Linked DNA regions of Hordeum vulgare: region 2 is linked to region 1. The links are chromatin contacts, called in public Hi-C maps. All regions are on one chromosome and are shown on one strand. Each heading gives the region's core, a stretch centred on a gene start, on an enhancer-like site or on the middle of the called end of the contact. The rest is flanking DNA. Distances are from core to core; before and after follow the strand shown. Region 1 holds the start of LOC123404446. Region 2 holds the start of LOC123403142 (non-structural maintenance of chromosomes element 4 homolog A-like).

Evidence for each region. Hi-C and Micro-C count contacts between places; a contact is called where the count stands out from the background.
Region 2: a contact with region 1 is called in a Hi-C map of leaf, with 3 times the contacts expected there. The contact joins the promoter of LOC123403142 here to the promoter of LOC123404446 in region 1. A contact is called at or near these places in 2 of 6 Hi-C or Micro-C datasets (leaf and seedling) and 1 of 1 datasets of contacts at active chromatin or transcription factors (embryo).

What each region holds. Positions count from the first base shown.
Region 1 is chr6H:151,634,238-151,641,859 of MorexV3_pseudomolecules_assembly, forward strand. It overlaps LOC123404446, which reads right to left and starts at 4,604. Exons shown (of 3, transcript XM_045098381.1): 1 at 4,056-4,604. The coding sequence starts at 4,591.
Region 2 is chr6H:151,782,802-151,790,423 of MorexV3_pseudomolecules_assembly, forward strand. It overlaps LOC123403142 (non-structural maintenance of chromosomes element 4 homolog A-like), which reads left to right and starts at 3,119. Exons shown (of 7, transcript XM_045097104.1): 1 at 3,119-3,504; 2 at 3,599-3,679; 3 at 4,611-4,851; 4 at 4,941-5,037; 5 at 5,398-5,614; 6 at 5,704-5,795; 7 at 6,605-7,155. The coding sequence starts at 3,381. The coding sequence ends at 6,832. It overlaps LOC123405240 (zinc finger CCCH domain-containing protein 44-like), which reads right to left. Exons shown (of 4, transcript XM_045099006.1): 4 at 7,048-7,622. The coding sequence ends at 7,410.

The DNA.
Region 1 (7,622 bases), core at 3,354-5,853:
GTCTATGCTTTATGAAAATGCTAATGTGTGGATTTAGAATAGCAAATACTAAATCTACCATGTCGTGTAGCCCGTAAATGAGAATGTTTTTTTGATGAAACTGTACATGTGTGCAGCTAACGTCTACAAGTACATCTCTCCTGTAATGAAACTTTAAAATGCTGCTATTTGTTTCTTTATTGAGAAACAGGCTCACTGGAACAACGGTTAGTTTTGAATTTTCCATTGCTTCTTATCCTACTAGAGTGATGCATTCCTTTTCATGACACCTGTAAGCTTTGCTCACAATTATTTCGTCTGGCTTGTCTACTGAAAGAAAAAGTAACTGCATTCTGGCCACAATAACCTCTCCTGCTAAATGAATCACTTATTGAATAGAGTACAGATGACATTGGCAGCATAGTTCCACATGATGATCTCCATTACAATTGACAAGTTCGCCATAGGCTACACTTGAGAAGTCAAAACAGGACATATGCTGCTCAAACAAAAAGAAGATAGCACTAAGCACAGTTCAGCACACTGGTCATGACTGTTAGAATAATCCGAGGCAATTCGTTGATCTACCGAGGACCAAGCAATCACACGAGCACGACACCGAGATTTGTTAACGAGGTTCACCGATATGGCTACATCCCCGGGGCCTGACTACGGGCGCTCCTTCCCGTGACACCGTCACAATACCGCACGCTGGCCACCCGGGCGCCGGCACACACCGCCGGCTCCCCCTGCACGCTTGTGCTATTATGTTGGCATAGGTTACATCGTGTGTCTACCCCCGTTATATATGAGAGGCCTAGGATACAAGTGTCCTATCAGGACACGACTCCATATCCTGTCTAAACACAATACTACTCAGAGTCCAACTGTAACCTATCTTGTACAAGAATATTCGACACAACTCTAACAAACTCCACCTTGGCGAATAATCTCCACCTCTTTGAGTTCATCCATGCGTCAAACTTCCATGTACATTGGACTTGAGATACGCCATGAGCACCACTGCTACTCCCAGACTCCATGTGACTCCACCTGCAACTGTAGTCCCTTCTCGTCTTCTTCACAGTCAACCCTCGAGCAAAGTTAAGTTCCTTATTACTCTACTTTGTGCTTTCAACTTCCGGAGTATCCATTCAACGCCATCACACACTGATCACTGACCTGCATGAAAGTGAACAACCCACATATTTGATGCCACGTATAAGAGTTATCTGAACTCAACATCTTCGCTCTTCCTTGACCGTCTATCTGAAAATTGAAGGAATTTCACCGTCGTCTTGTGTCACCCCGGAGTCAAATTCGCACTTGTCTCATCCTTTTCCCGGATAGTCTCTGACATGTCCCAAAGCTATAGCACTCCGCCTTCTTCTGTACTTGTCATATGCACCTTCCCATGTGCACTAAACACCACATCATATGCGGCCATGTACTCTCTCCGCTTATGACAATTCAGACTTCCCGTCACTTTCTCAGATTCTCCATGGTCAACTCCCGTCCATCAAACCGGCACCGATAGACCCAGTCATCAACTTGAATCCGATACTCGCCAACACTGCTTCAGCACCCTTTGCACAATTTTGTCTGACCACATGTCTGACCACCAGTGCCTTGGTCTGTCGCTGTGTCCCGTGCTTATCGCACGCCTCGCCGCTATCACCGCGTCGAGCCTCTGCTGTCCTGGTCGAGTCTCCAAGGCCGCGAACCCACACCACTCAACCCCCACTGCAGAGAACCACCGGTCATCACCGACCGATGCCGAGTATCACGTCTCCATCAGACCACTGGTACCTAGTCCGATCCACGTGTCTCTCGCTACCCGCTGAAATAGGCTTCGACTCTCCATGCATTTACGCCGTAGCCCCTCCATCAGCACAGAGTGAAATCTTCCACTAGACTCCAGCTCCACCTTCAACATGACTCCATGTAGCTGGCCCTGCTACCCCGCGCCCTGTCGACTTCAAGCTCTCATGTGTGCACTGCCTTGAATCAACCCTGTGTCATAGTCTGTTGAAGCTGCACAAGCCCTCAGACCTGCACCACGTGTTTCCACGTCCCAGAAGTTGGCCACCATCAGCATCACTCTCCTATGTTGTCGTCGCTGAAATCACCGCCGTCTTCTGCTTTGACCGACATCCCCGTCGATCCGTCAGACTGTCCAGTCCGACCCAACCAAAAATATTCGACTGCAACCATGCTCCACCCTGCGTCGTGCCCACCGCACATCTCCATGCATTGCTTGACGCCCTGTGTTTACATGATCTGTGTTTACATGATCCTTGCACATGCACTCCAGGCTCCTCCAAGCCTTATGCGCACATCACAAACCTGCCAACCTTCTAGTAGAACCATACTTGTAATTAGCAACACCTTTGAAAAACAATGTTCCCGATAGCTTTCATGCGTGCACTATGTGCCACACAACTCCCAAGGCTCTTTTTCTCCAACCATGGTGCTGTCCCATGCCACTTAAATACCAGATGCTGCAGGCTGTCTTTTCTTCACAAACAAATCTCCAGTACATGCACGTCCAGCTCGCAACTCCCCGGCAAGTAGCCGTGCGCTGAGCACCAGGCGTGACTTCACCTCGGCCCCCTGTTGCCCTTGGCCATGTAGCCGGCCTTCCAACCAGCTGGCCATGCTGCCTCGCGATCGATCCGACTGCTACAAGAAACCACGTGCGCATCGCTAGGCCTCACGATTGTTATGCCAACACGCACTGAACCTGGCCGGTTCCAGGCGCCGCACCCATCGATCTGCCTTCTGCTTGCACGATATGCGGCTGCCGCTTCTATCGATCTCGTCGAGACTTCCGGTGCACGCCGAGGTCTTCCGTTGTACACTGTACGCTGCTTCCCTCGCACAGGGCTGCACGCTGCCATGCCTTCGGATTGCTTCTTGAGTTTAGATGTATCCCGATCGCCTTGCGTCTGCATATGCCGCGTCGGCGACTTCTCATGCACACACCATCGATCACAACATCAATTCTTCCTCTAGATCAATTCCCTCGTCTCGCGGATATTGCAACCTTGCTCATGATACCACTTGTTAGAATAATCCGAGGCAATTCGTTGATCTACCGAGGACCAAGCAATCACACGAGCACGACACCGAGATTTGTTAACGAGGTTCACCGATATGGCTACATCCCCGGGGCCTGACTACGGGCGCTCCTCCCCGTGACACCGTCACAATACCGCACGCTGGCCACCCGGGCGCCGGCACACACCGCCGGCTCCCCCTGCACGCTTGTGCTATTATGTTGGCATAGGTTACATCGTGTGTCTACCCCCGTTATATATGAGAGGCCTAGGATACAAGTGTCCTATCAGGACACGACTCCATATCCTGTCTAAACACAATACTACTCAGAGTCCAACTGTAACCTATCTTGTACAAGAATATTCGACACAACTCTAACAATGACTCCAAAAGGAGCAAACCTTAACACCACCACATAACTAACCATGTTACATTCGCTGGGCCTGGGAGGGGTATCCTTAATATCACAGAATCACATAAAAAAGCACAACAGGCAGCTGCAAGTTACTACAACATGCCACCCACAAGTGCTTACCATAACTCTGCTACTCCTGGTTGCCAATTTTTTTCTAAAAGGATATTAAACCCCCGGCTCTGCATCAATCGATGCATGCAACCATCTTTATTAATTATTCACAAAGGTCTGACAAGAACGTACATCAACTCACTCGAAGCCACCACTCACACCTACAAACTCGATAACGTTGAGTGCTCTCACTCTTCATATCTAAAATTGGTGTCGTTGTTAATCCATCCACATAACGTATCGGGACCTACAATACAAGCTAGCAGTACTCAGTAGCCATTTGCTCGAGATAGACAAGCATAACCGGGAGCAATTTTAACCAGGGCAATGCTAATCAACAGATTCAAATTCTTACCTAAAAAACAGATACAAATTCTACGCACGCCTCAATAGCTAACAAATGCTTTTTCAGCAAATGACATTCTTCTCAAGCATATTCAGAACAACAAAGGATCAAATCAAAAGTAAGCGGTACTTCAGAGATAATTACCTCGAGAAAATTGTGGTGTGAACGGGGATTTGACGATGACGTAGCATAGCATCAACAACCCCGCGGAAGGCCGGCGAGGACGCAGCTTGGCGTCGACGGCTGGGAGCTCGGACAGGGCTGCTTAGGGATGGCAGTCCAGCGCTTCCGGAAGGGGAAGCGGAGCGTCGAGCTTCCGGCGCTGCTGGCTGCCGAGCGAACCACGCCGACGGAGCTACGGGCGCTGGGCACCACGAAGGAAGGCACGGCATGGAGCGGCGGGCGTGCTCAGCCCGACCACGACTCGAGGGTGCATGCGGCCTGCCGTAGTAGGCCCTCGGGTAGCCTGTCCGGGGCGGTGGCGCAAGGGCGGCAGCGCCTTCTTCGGCCCGAATGCACCATGGACGGGGCGGAGGCGCAATGGCGCCGGCGCCGACGCCATCTTCGGCTCGAGTGCGGCCTAACCCTCCGGTGGGGCTCTGGGATACGTCGGCCGGCACGGAGCGGTGCCCGGCGATGGGGAGGCGCGTCGGAGGTTGAGAGCTAGGGATCAATGACATCTTTGGATGAAATAGCTTAGTGGGACGGTTTGAAGGGACAAAATAGGTCACGGCCAACATGGCGCATCTCCAACAGACGCCCAATATTAACGTCGTGCTCAAAAAATCACAAGTTTAGCGCGCGCGGAGTTAAAAATTGCACTCCAACAAACGCTGTATAATAAAGCACGCTGTAAAAAATGTTCAGCGCGCTCGGGAAAACTGAACCGGACGTAGTATATTTCATGCGCGAGCTCGTGGGCGCTGAAACTCCTTTCCGTGCATGCGCCCGCTGCCGGCCACCTCGCGTGCGCGCGCCAGCCTGCCAGCCGGCCACGGCGAGGCGGAGTAGGCCATGGCCGCGGCGGGGCGGAGCAGGTCGCGGCGAGGCGGAGCAGGCCGCGGCCATGGCGGGGCGGAGCAGGTCGCGGCGGGGCGGAGCATGCCGCGGCCATGGCGGGGCGGGGCGGAGCAGGCCGCGGCCATGGCGGGGCGGGGCGAAGCAGGCCGCGGCCATGGCGGGGCGGGGCGGAGCAGGCCGCGGCCATGGCGGGGCGGGGCAGGGCGCGGCCATGGCGGGGCGGGGCAGGCCGCGGCCATGGCGGGGCGGGGCGGAGCATGTCGCGGCGGCGCGGCGGGGCAGGGTGTGGCCATGGCGGGGCGGGGCGGAGCATGTCGCAGCGGCGCGGCGGGGCAGGGCGTGGCCATGGCGGGGCAGGGATGATTTTGGGCGTCCGCTGGAGATGGCGGGGCAGGGATGATTTCGGGATATTTTTGAGCGTCTATTGGAGATGTTCGGTCATCCGGCGCTGTAAAATGCTATTTTGACGCGGTAAAAAAAATTTAGCACGCGGCATCGTAGCGCGTCTGTTGGAGATGCTCTTAAACAGAATTAATCGTTAGCTATTAAGGTTATGTGATGCTTGGACCCACAACTTATCCACCTCAGCAGCGTGAGACCCACCTGACGAAATCTAAAACACAGTTGTGCCCGTGCCCGAGCTGGTGGCCGTGCCATTTATTCCCATTTCCCCAATCTTCCTCTTCTCCGCCCCTTCTCCGACGACGGCGCACGGGATGTCCAGCTCCTCCGCCATGCAGTCAAGATGACCAGAGTATGGTGCAGTTCCGATGAGAAGGTGCCTGGACTGCCCACGGCCAGAGGCTCTTAAGCGGATGGTCAGTAAAACTGACAAGAATGGCAACCTGGGGTGACATTTTGTGTCATGCTTGAGCATTTTCATGATGGGACGGGATGGCGAGGTAAGATCTCAGTTCCTTCCCCGCAATGTCATAATCTTTTTGTTCAAATTTATCCAAATTGCCTTTTTTCTCTTCGAATTTGAGATCTAGGGTCATGTTACTTTTTTCAGATGCTGAAGAAATGTTCCCATTTTGAGTGGATCGATCAGTACGTTGATAGGCTTGAATCTGAGGGCCAGATTGATATGAGTGATGCCGCAACCCGGGATCTAATTTTGGGGACGTTTGCTGTGGAGAGACCCACTTTCAACTCGGGCCGAGGAGCGCGGCCGAAAAAACCCATGCCGACGGCGAGGATTACACGGATTGCTGAACGGGCTGCCCTTGCTGAACTTTCGTGGAGGCCGAAGTAAACGAGGAATTGAAGAAGGTAAAGAAGCTTCTAAGGCAGATGGTGGATTTGCAGAAGCAAGCAAATCTCATTTTATGTATCATTGTTCTGTTATTTTTTTCCTCTTGTTCATCCGTTGTTAGAATGGACAAAAGTGTAAGCAAGCTAGTTTCATGTACTGAGTGTAAGCAGAAATTTCTTAAGTTCTTCAGTGAAGTGGATAACTTGAAATTTGAATATGCATTTCGAGTTCTTCAGTTAGCAAGTGCGAGACCAAATTCAGTTTCAACAACAACAACAACAACAACCAAGCCTTTCAGTCCCAAACAAGTTGGGGTAGGCTAGAGTTGAAACCCATAAGATCTCGAAACCAAGTCATGGCTCTGGAACGTGGATAGCTAACTTCCACGCACCCCTGTCCATGGCTAAGTCTTTGTCGATATTCCAAACCTTCAGGTCTCTCTTAACGGACTCCTCCCATGTCAAGTTTGGTCTACCACGACCCCTCTTAACATTCTCAGCACGCTTTATCCGTCCGCTATGCACCGGCGCTTCCGATGGCCTCCGTTGAATATGTCCAAACCATGTGAGACGATGCTGGACCAGCTTCTCTTCAATCGGTGCTACCCCAAGTCTCTCTCGTATATCGTCATTCCGTACCCGATCCTTCCTTGTGTGGCCACATATCCATCTCAACATGCGCATCTCTGCTACACCTAACTGTTGGATATGTCGTCTCTTGGTTGGCCAACACTCCGCGCCATACAACATCGCAGGTCGAATAGCTGTCCTATAAAACCTGCCTTTTAGCTTTTGTGGCACTCTCTTGTCACAGAGTACGCCAGAAGCTTGACGCCACTTCATCCATCCAGCCTTGATTCAATGGCCCACGTCTTCATCGATATCGCCATCCTTCTGCAACATGGACCCCAAATATCGAAACGTGTCTCTCTCCGGTACCACCTGTCCACCAAGGCTAACCTCTCCATCCTCGTGCCTAGTAGCACTAAAACTGCACCTCATGTATTCAGTTTTAGTTCTACTAAGCATAAAACCTTTCGATTCTAGAGTCCGCCTCCATAACTCTAACTTTCTCTTAATCCCCGTTCCTCTATCATCGACTAGCACCACATCATCCGCAAAGAGCATACACCATGGGATATCTCCTTGTATATCCCTTGTGACCTCATCCATCACCAAATCAAAAAGGTAAGGGCTCAAAGCTGACCCTTGGTGTAGCCCTATTCTAATCGGAAAGTCATCGGTGTTGCCATCACTTGTTCGAACACTTGTCACAACATTATCATACATATCCTTGATGAGGGTAATGTACTTTATTGGGACTTTGTTTTTCTCCAAGGCCCACCACATGACATTCCGAGATATCTTATCATAGGCCTTCTCCAAATCAATGAACACCATATGAAGGTCCTTCTTTTGCTCCCTGTATCTCTCCAT
Region 2 (7,622 bases), core at 1,869-4,368, 150 kb after region 1:
TGAAATGGCTGTTGTGGAGTAAGTTATTGGCACTCGCCAGACATCCGCGCCATGGGTCGGACATCGGAGTAAAGATAATAATACACGCTATACACATAGCGAGAGAGGAAAGCAGGGGAGCCGCACATTCGAGGGTGGCCTAGACATCCGGGGCCACTTGTGAAGACCCGGACATCCGAATTATGCCTGGACATCTCGCATAGTAGTCCATGGGGACAAGCACGGGATTGGCATTATGCAGATCAGAATTCTGGCAGGAGGCTCGGATATCCGGGGGCCCGGACATCTAGCGGGGTGCCGGACATCCGGCCCATATGTGGTTAAAATGGATGCTCTCTGGATAGCAGGGGGGCCAGACATACGAGATACTGCACAGAAATCTGACGACTGTTTGAACGCCCAGACATCTGACACAGGGGCCGGACATTCGGCCATCACAGGCTAACATCACTTTGCAGTGTATATTTGGTGTAATCTAGAAGAAGAAAGGTGTTTGAATTGACTTGAGCACGTATTTTACTGACCCAATCGATCCCCTCTTGGTAGTTTGGGATCCCTATACTCAAGAACAAAATAAAGCGAGATACGCAAACCTCTTTGTTCCTTCCTTCTGAAATCATATTAATTCCACGCGTCCATGATCCATGCCTATTGTCATTTGAGGACTAATACCTGAGATGTACTTGATAAACACCATTAGTCCTCTACATGTACATTGTCATCAACATCAATATATAATATAAGGACATGATTGCACTTTCAGTTCCCACACAATTGTATGCACCAGTGATGTGAATGCATGCGGCCTTACACGTCGGTCCCATGCGTTAGCACCGGTGGTGCGAACGCGTGTGGCCTTACATGTCGGTCCCACGCGTCAGCACCAACGATGCGAACACATGCAGACATGCGGCCTTACATGTCGGTCCCATGCATCAGCACCGACGTAGTGATGGTCAAAGGCTTTGACCTGATGGCAAAGCACCGTTTGTCCTCTCGTGAAGCGCTGACGAGTGGAGGAGGGGAAAAGTGAGCATCGTGAGTTGGGTGGGGCAAAACTGAGCTGAATTAAGAAAGGAAGGGCACGAAAATAGAAATCCCAATACAATATTATTACCTCTAGGGCATATTTCCAACAACATGAACTATGACGGTCTTTTTTGTGTGTTGACAAGTTTGCTTTTCTAGGATGGCTTGTATGCCGACTGTTGTCATGTATGATGAGAAGAACTATGACTGTTGACCCTTAATTTAAATTAAATTTGCTTGCGAAAAATCTTGACATGTTGACCCTAAATTTAAATTAAATTTGCTTACGAAAAACCTTGACATGTGGACGAAATACGTGGGCCGATTGAACGCACTAGTCAAATTTGGACGGACCCGCCGAGTGCGCCTCCAGCCGAATTAAACGAACAAAAATGGATAAAAGCCGTGTTCTCTTACATCAACGCGTTCGGTTGCCCTTAGAGCATCTCTAGCAGATTCCGTAAAAACGATCAAACCTTCCTATTTACGATAAAATCCGAAAAAGCCTCAAATAGATCCTTTAAAATAGCATATCTCGTATTTTTTTCCAGGCTCTCCTATATTCGAGCTCCCATCCATCATATACGGAGGATTTCAACCGTTTTTGGAGGATCTTATCAAGCCGGTCAGCCGGAGAAGGGGCCTTGCGATGCCGTGCACAAGTAGCAAGTAGGCGGAGGAGCTCGCCTTCGACGGAGCGGAGCATCGTCGGATGATGAAGACATGGCTATCTTGGGTATGATCGCAAATATTGTATATGCATATTTATTTGAGTTGATTTCCGATAAAAGTTATGCAATAAATTATTTATGCTATACATAATAAAAGTACCTGATCTCTTTTTATTTCATGCCTAATTGTAGAAGTTCAAGACACTTGTACAATCCACATATGAAGATAAAGAAAAAAGGACATTTAGGTGTTATTCAAGAAGTTCTCTCACGTTATTTTTAGCCCAAGAAAAAATATAGTTCAAGTCTTTCACGTTCTGGACTCAGATTCGAATTACACAGACATACCTGTATCAAAATGATAAGAACTTTTGCATGTGATCTTCAAATTGGGTGATTCTTTTTTTGTTGGAAAGTAGATTTCATGTGATTTCCAACCCAATTGGATTCATCTTCAAAATCGTCAAAAGCGTGTATATATTGACGAAACAATCTGACACTGCAGCAGAATCCAAGTCAAACTATAAGTCTAAACGTGTTGCATCATCTCCGCTTGGGCCCATGAGCCTTGTACGACATAGGCTTAGTTTTAGACTGCCTTAGGACGTCCTCCCACCTCCTTGTCCACCATTACTTGCTTCTATATAAGTAGATCAATCTAGTAGCTTTTTGTTGGATTTGTTTAGTTTAAAGTTAGTCATTGCAACTTTGTGTATTTTGTTTGTGTCCAACGACCACACCAAGACCGCCTTCGGATCCTCACCTTTATCAATACTTCATCCACATTCGCAATATTCATATTGTTTTTATTATATTCCTGTTTGGTCTTTGATTGCTTGTATGAATACATCTTCGTGGTCAGATTGGTCGTGCTCCGCCGTGGTTAATAAACTATTGAAGTTAATTTAGCAATTACTAAGACGCAACATCGTACACGTTTGTTGTCGGATCGTCAAAATCGTGTCCATCAAATCGATAGTTATCATCTCATCGAAAGATCAGACCCTGCCTCTGTCACGACAGCCCTGCACGGCGGGCCGGAACATCGCGAGAGCGTCATCACAGCCTCGCCGGAGCACGCAACGGGCCACATGAGGCGACAGGCTGGAGCGATGCCGTTGTGGCCGACCGGAGTTCGAATTCGTCTCTCCGTGCATCCCAGAGAAAAAGAAACGTGAGAAAAAAAAATAACGATAACAAATTTACGAGATCTATTTCGTTCGATGTTTTGTTTCAGGCCTTTTTTACTGGATCTGAGATGCTCTTAACCAACCAAGGCCGAATCAAACGTGTACTCACTGAGAGTGTGGCCCCAAAAATCCCCGCACCTCCGCGGCCTGGCCTCTTCACTTCACCGCAGGGTGGGCCCATTCAACCCGCGCTCCTAGTCGCTGGCTAGAATTTTTACACGCCACGAGGTCGGGACTCAACCGGCGGCCGCAAAATCAAAAACCTCGTGCGCCCCACGCCCCACCGCACCCGCGACCACCCAGCGAGCGAGCTTGCTTTCAAATCCCCCGCCTCTGCTTCTCAGTCCCTCCCCGTCTCCAAATTTTCGGCGAAATTTTCCATCCCCCCACCCGAGCTTACCTTCCCTTCCCCCGTCGCTCTCAGCCGCGCAGCGCCAGCTAGGGTTGGGATCGATTTGGGGCCTAGGGTTAGGTTAGGTTAGGTTTCCCCATGGCGGCGGCGGCGGAGGGGTCCTCCGGGGCAGAGGGCCGCGGCGGGCGGCGGCAGCAGCAGGGGCTGGCGGAGCGCCGGATGCTCCGCTCCCAGTACCTCGCCATGAAGAGCCTTATCAACGGTACGCCCCTCCTGTTCGGGTTCCTTTTCTGCTGTTCCGTTTCGGGGGTTGGGCGCGGTGCGATTCTGAGTTGTCTTGTGTGTGTGTGGTGCAGAGGAGAAGGATGACATGGCCAAGGAGGACTCCGACAAGTTCGCTTCCATCATCACGCAGGTGGAGAGCTTGCACGAGCAAGGTAAGACCACGAATAATCATACCATCTTGCTCTTGCGACCCGCGATTTCCCCCCCTCTCACAGATGGGTGATTTGGGGACTATAAACTTAAAAAGAGCCCCGGCCCTCTCGACTGTGTCTATCAGTCTGTCAAAGTCACCCACAATGTACAAATAATCTTCAACAAGTGAAACCGTTCTAAATGATGGATTCAGACGGACTTAGAAACTACTGGAAGTAAACTGCTCTAAAAACCAAATATGTCTAGGGGACATCGCTATAAGTGAACCATTGAGCAAATGACATCAACTTATGTTCATGTAGCTTTGGCGCATCTTGTAGAATGTGCATCATGATCATAAGCATGCTTTCAAGCCATGTTCGTAGTTCTACCTTGTTTAATTTTACAATCTTTTTGAAGTATTCTGCATTTCTGAATCATACGGTGGAATGGAGCACTATAGTAGTATGCATCATAAATAGACTGCAGGTCGTTCCTTTTTTTTTTTTTTTGAACCAGCAGGAGCTCTGCCTTTTTCATATAGAAGAAGAATTGGTCAGTTAATAAGGAAAACTGGCCGAAAACCGAACTGCAGGTCGTTCTTGCATGTTCATGTGGAACACGTTTCGATCATGTCACTCAATGCGTGGCTGTTTGTCTGCAAGATTGCATTTTCAGACAAACGTGGGCGAGTATTGCCATGCCTTGAGCTCACGGTGGCATGTCAAAATATTTGCTAAATGGGTGTTGCCGAGGAATTTTGGATTTTTTTTCAAGGTTAGATGGAATCCGAAGGATTTCTATAGCTAAAATCCAAATCTCCTGTTCTACTGGAACAAACCCTTACATAAAATAAGATGTCTATTATTCTCTATATTTCATATTGGTTGGAGCTTTGAAGTATTGATGCTATATAGAAAACACAAAATGAGATGTCCTTCCACACTGCAGTGCAGAGACCCAGGGAGCAAGTAGCGGATGCAGAGGCTCTGCTGGACATTACAACCACGTTTGTAAAATCTGTGAGGTCCCAGTCAAGTGAAGGAATCACACCTTCTGATTTCGTAACAGCATTGCTGAAGAAATTTGGGCAGCAAGCAACCCTTGATTCTGAGCCTGTCTCATTGCGCTGGGTTGATGTTGGGCTTTCTGCTTCACATGTCTTCAGGGCTGCGCCTGGATGCTGCACCATGTAATTAAGCTCCTTATTAGTTCTCAACATTTCTTTGCAGTGCGTACTTGGTATATGAGTTAAACCATGCATGCTCTTAATCCTTGCAGGCTTGGACCCATGGATACAGAAGTAAAGCAGCGTAAGCTTTCAGTTGTTAATAGAAAAAGAAGTGCCAGGCCAACTGAAAATACTTGTCCTGAAGAGGTATTCACATGCTTTTGTCTATCATAATTAATAAAACACTAGAGATTAATTACACCCATCTGTATATTTCTCCCATGATTTGTCTTCCGATCTGTTTGCCTTCTGTTGTTGATAGGTGACATAGTGTGAAAAATCTTTGGTTACTGTTGTGTAAATCTTAGTTAATTCCATGCTTAAAGTTACCAATCACCTTTTGTTTTTTTGAAAGACACATCTTAGGCAGTACCATTCATATGTTTGCTATCTTCTGTAGCCGCTATCGAGTTTCTGGGTTGCTAGCTAGACTTCTTCCCTGCCATAGCATTGTTAAATGTATGATCACTTTCGACAGTGGATTCATATCATCTCCTTAATGTGCAGCTTGCTGATTCTTCAGAGGGATCAAAGACAGACACTGACCGGAATGTGACTGTTGTATTTGATATCCTGAGGAAAAATAAGCGTGCAAGGCTGGAGACCCTTGTTTTGAACAGGCAATCATTTGCCCAAACGGTTGAGAATGTTTTTGCACTGTCTTTCCTAGTTAAAGATGGCAGGGTGGCAATAAACATTGATGATAATGGGCACCATATAGTCTGTAAGGATTTCTCGTACGGTTTCATTTGTTCTTTAATAGTACCACAGAGATGTTTGTGTATCTTATATAATTCTGTTGGCCTTGCGCAGATCCACGAAATGCGCCTGCTGCTAGTGCCATAGCGTCAGGAGAAGTGTCCTATAGCCATTTTGTTTTCAGATATGATTACAGAGATTGGAAGGTACAGTTTCTGATCATAGAACTATCCTACGGCCTTTCAATATTTGACCTGGATAATCGACCTCATTATTCATAGTGCATTCATGCAAGAGCAGTAAAAAGGTGCATTAACTTCTGTGAATAGTTTGGTGCTGCTGCTTTTGTAATGATCCCTAGATTAAATCATAGGGTAGATCAGAGTAGGCTTGGGAAGGAAGAGCAAATCGTAACGGCAGTGGAGGCAGCAGGAGATAAGAACTAGCACATGGTTGGTTTATCATAGATGAGTGCGCATCCTCTCTTATAGAAGGATGTATAACATGGTCCGTAAGGATCTAAATCCTAACTTCCCCGTAAAAAAGAAAGGATCTAATCCTAACTTTCCAATCTAATCAGATTGTATCCCTTGCTTGAATGACTAGGGCTGGCTGCCCCCTTACTAGATGGTCCATTTATGCAGTTTATTGTCTTTGATCCATCAGCCTTACTAGATGGTCCATTTATGCAGTTTATTGTCTTTGATCCATCAGCCTTACTAGATGGTCCATTTATGCAGTTTATTGTCTTTGATCCATCAGCTTAGCATCCTTTATTTAGTTGGCAACAGAAATCATCTTGACCCCAACTTAGGAAGAAATGACTCTGTTTGCATCTTCCTCTGAATTGGCTCCTATACTTGTTTAACCAGTTACTCATTTTACTCATTTTTTCTTTCCACTCCCCCTTTGCGGGCAAGATAAAAACATACAATATGAGAATTCATCAGATGCCGTAGGAGATTTTAATCTCTCAAATAATCTGACCTTTCCTGTGTGTTTTACCTGTTGTTAGCTCATGAAAGAAGTCGTTGCTGAAGGGGAAGAACTGATGCCGCACAGGACCGCGCACAGCCTCTCTGCTGAAGAGCGAGAACAGCTGGAGCCATGTGCGCAACGAACACCGATAAGGAAACTTTGCCGGAACCGAGGTTTGGTTCTTCAGGAGCAGATGGTTGTTGCTGAGACACCCGAGGAGGACAGAAGCTCCAAACGCAAGCGTCTATTCATAGATCAGGAGTGATCAGGCCTGCTTAAATGCCTTGCGCCGCGGTCTACCCTGTGTTTGTATGTGTAGAGGTATCACCTGACTAACGTATCCATTGTAGAACAAGGTGTGCCGTAGGCCCGTAGCACCGCTTGTGCTAGTTCATACCTTGAGGAGACGAGATTCCTCCGGGACAGGAAAGAGAGCATTAGAAATGTAAGTTCAATAGAAATGCTACTGTAGTTCTTTAGATCAGTCGACTTAAATAATGTTCTTGGATCGGACTTGTATAATGCTCACCGTAATATGCTTGTGCTGGTAAAGAAAAGGATAAAGGTTTGCTTCTAGCTGAACGAAAATTCATATCCATAGTCTGTAATTTTGACAACAATTGACTTCTTTCAACTCCATTTTTAGTCTTGCCTTTAGATCATTCCTCCACTGAACTGGTAAACCATTGGATACGGCAGGAATAGGCAAAAAACTTATGGGCCTGTCTAACGACAGGAGATGCAGAGCTTCTGTTTAGGCATTTCTGAGAAACAGTCGACAAGCGATCATCACAAACACCATGAGAAAGAGCAGGAACGTTTTGATGTTAGGCTCTCAAGGGTCAAGACGCGTCTGGCCTGCGCAGCTCCTCCTTGCCATGGGCGAAGTGGCACCTGCCGGCGAAGGCGCATGACCCGCCGGCGACGAAGCTCACGCACAGCCTGGTCTTGAAGCTGCTCCCGGGACCCATGGGCTTGCCGAGCTCGCCGTCGCCGTGCGCGAAGTGGCACCTGTCCCCCCACTTGCACCCGTCCGGCGCGCCGTGGTTCTTGCA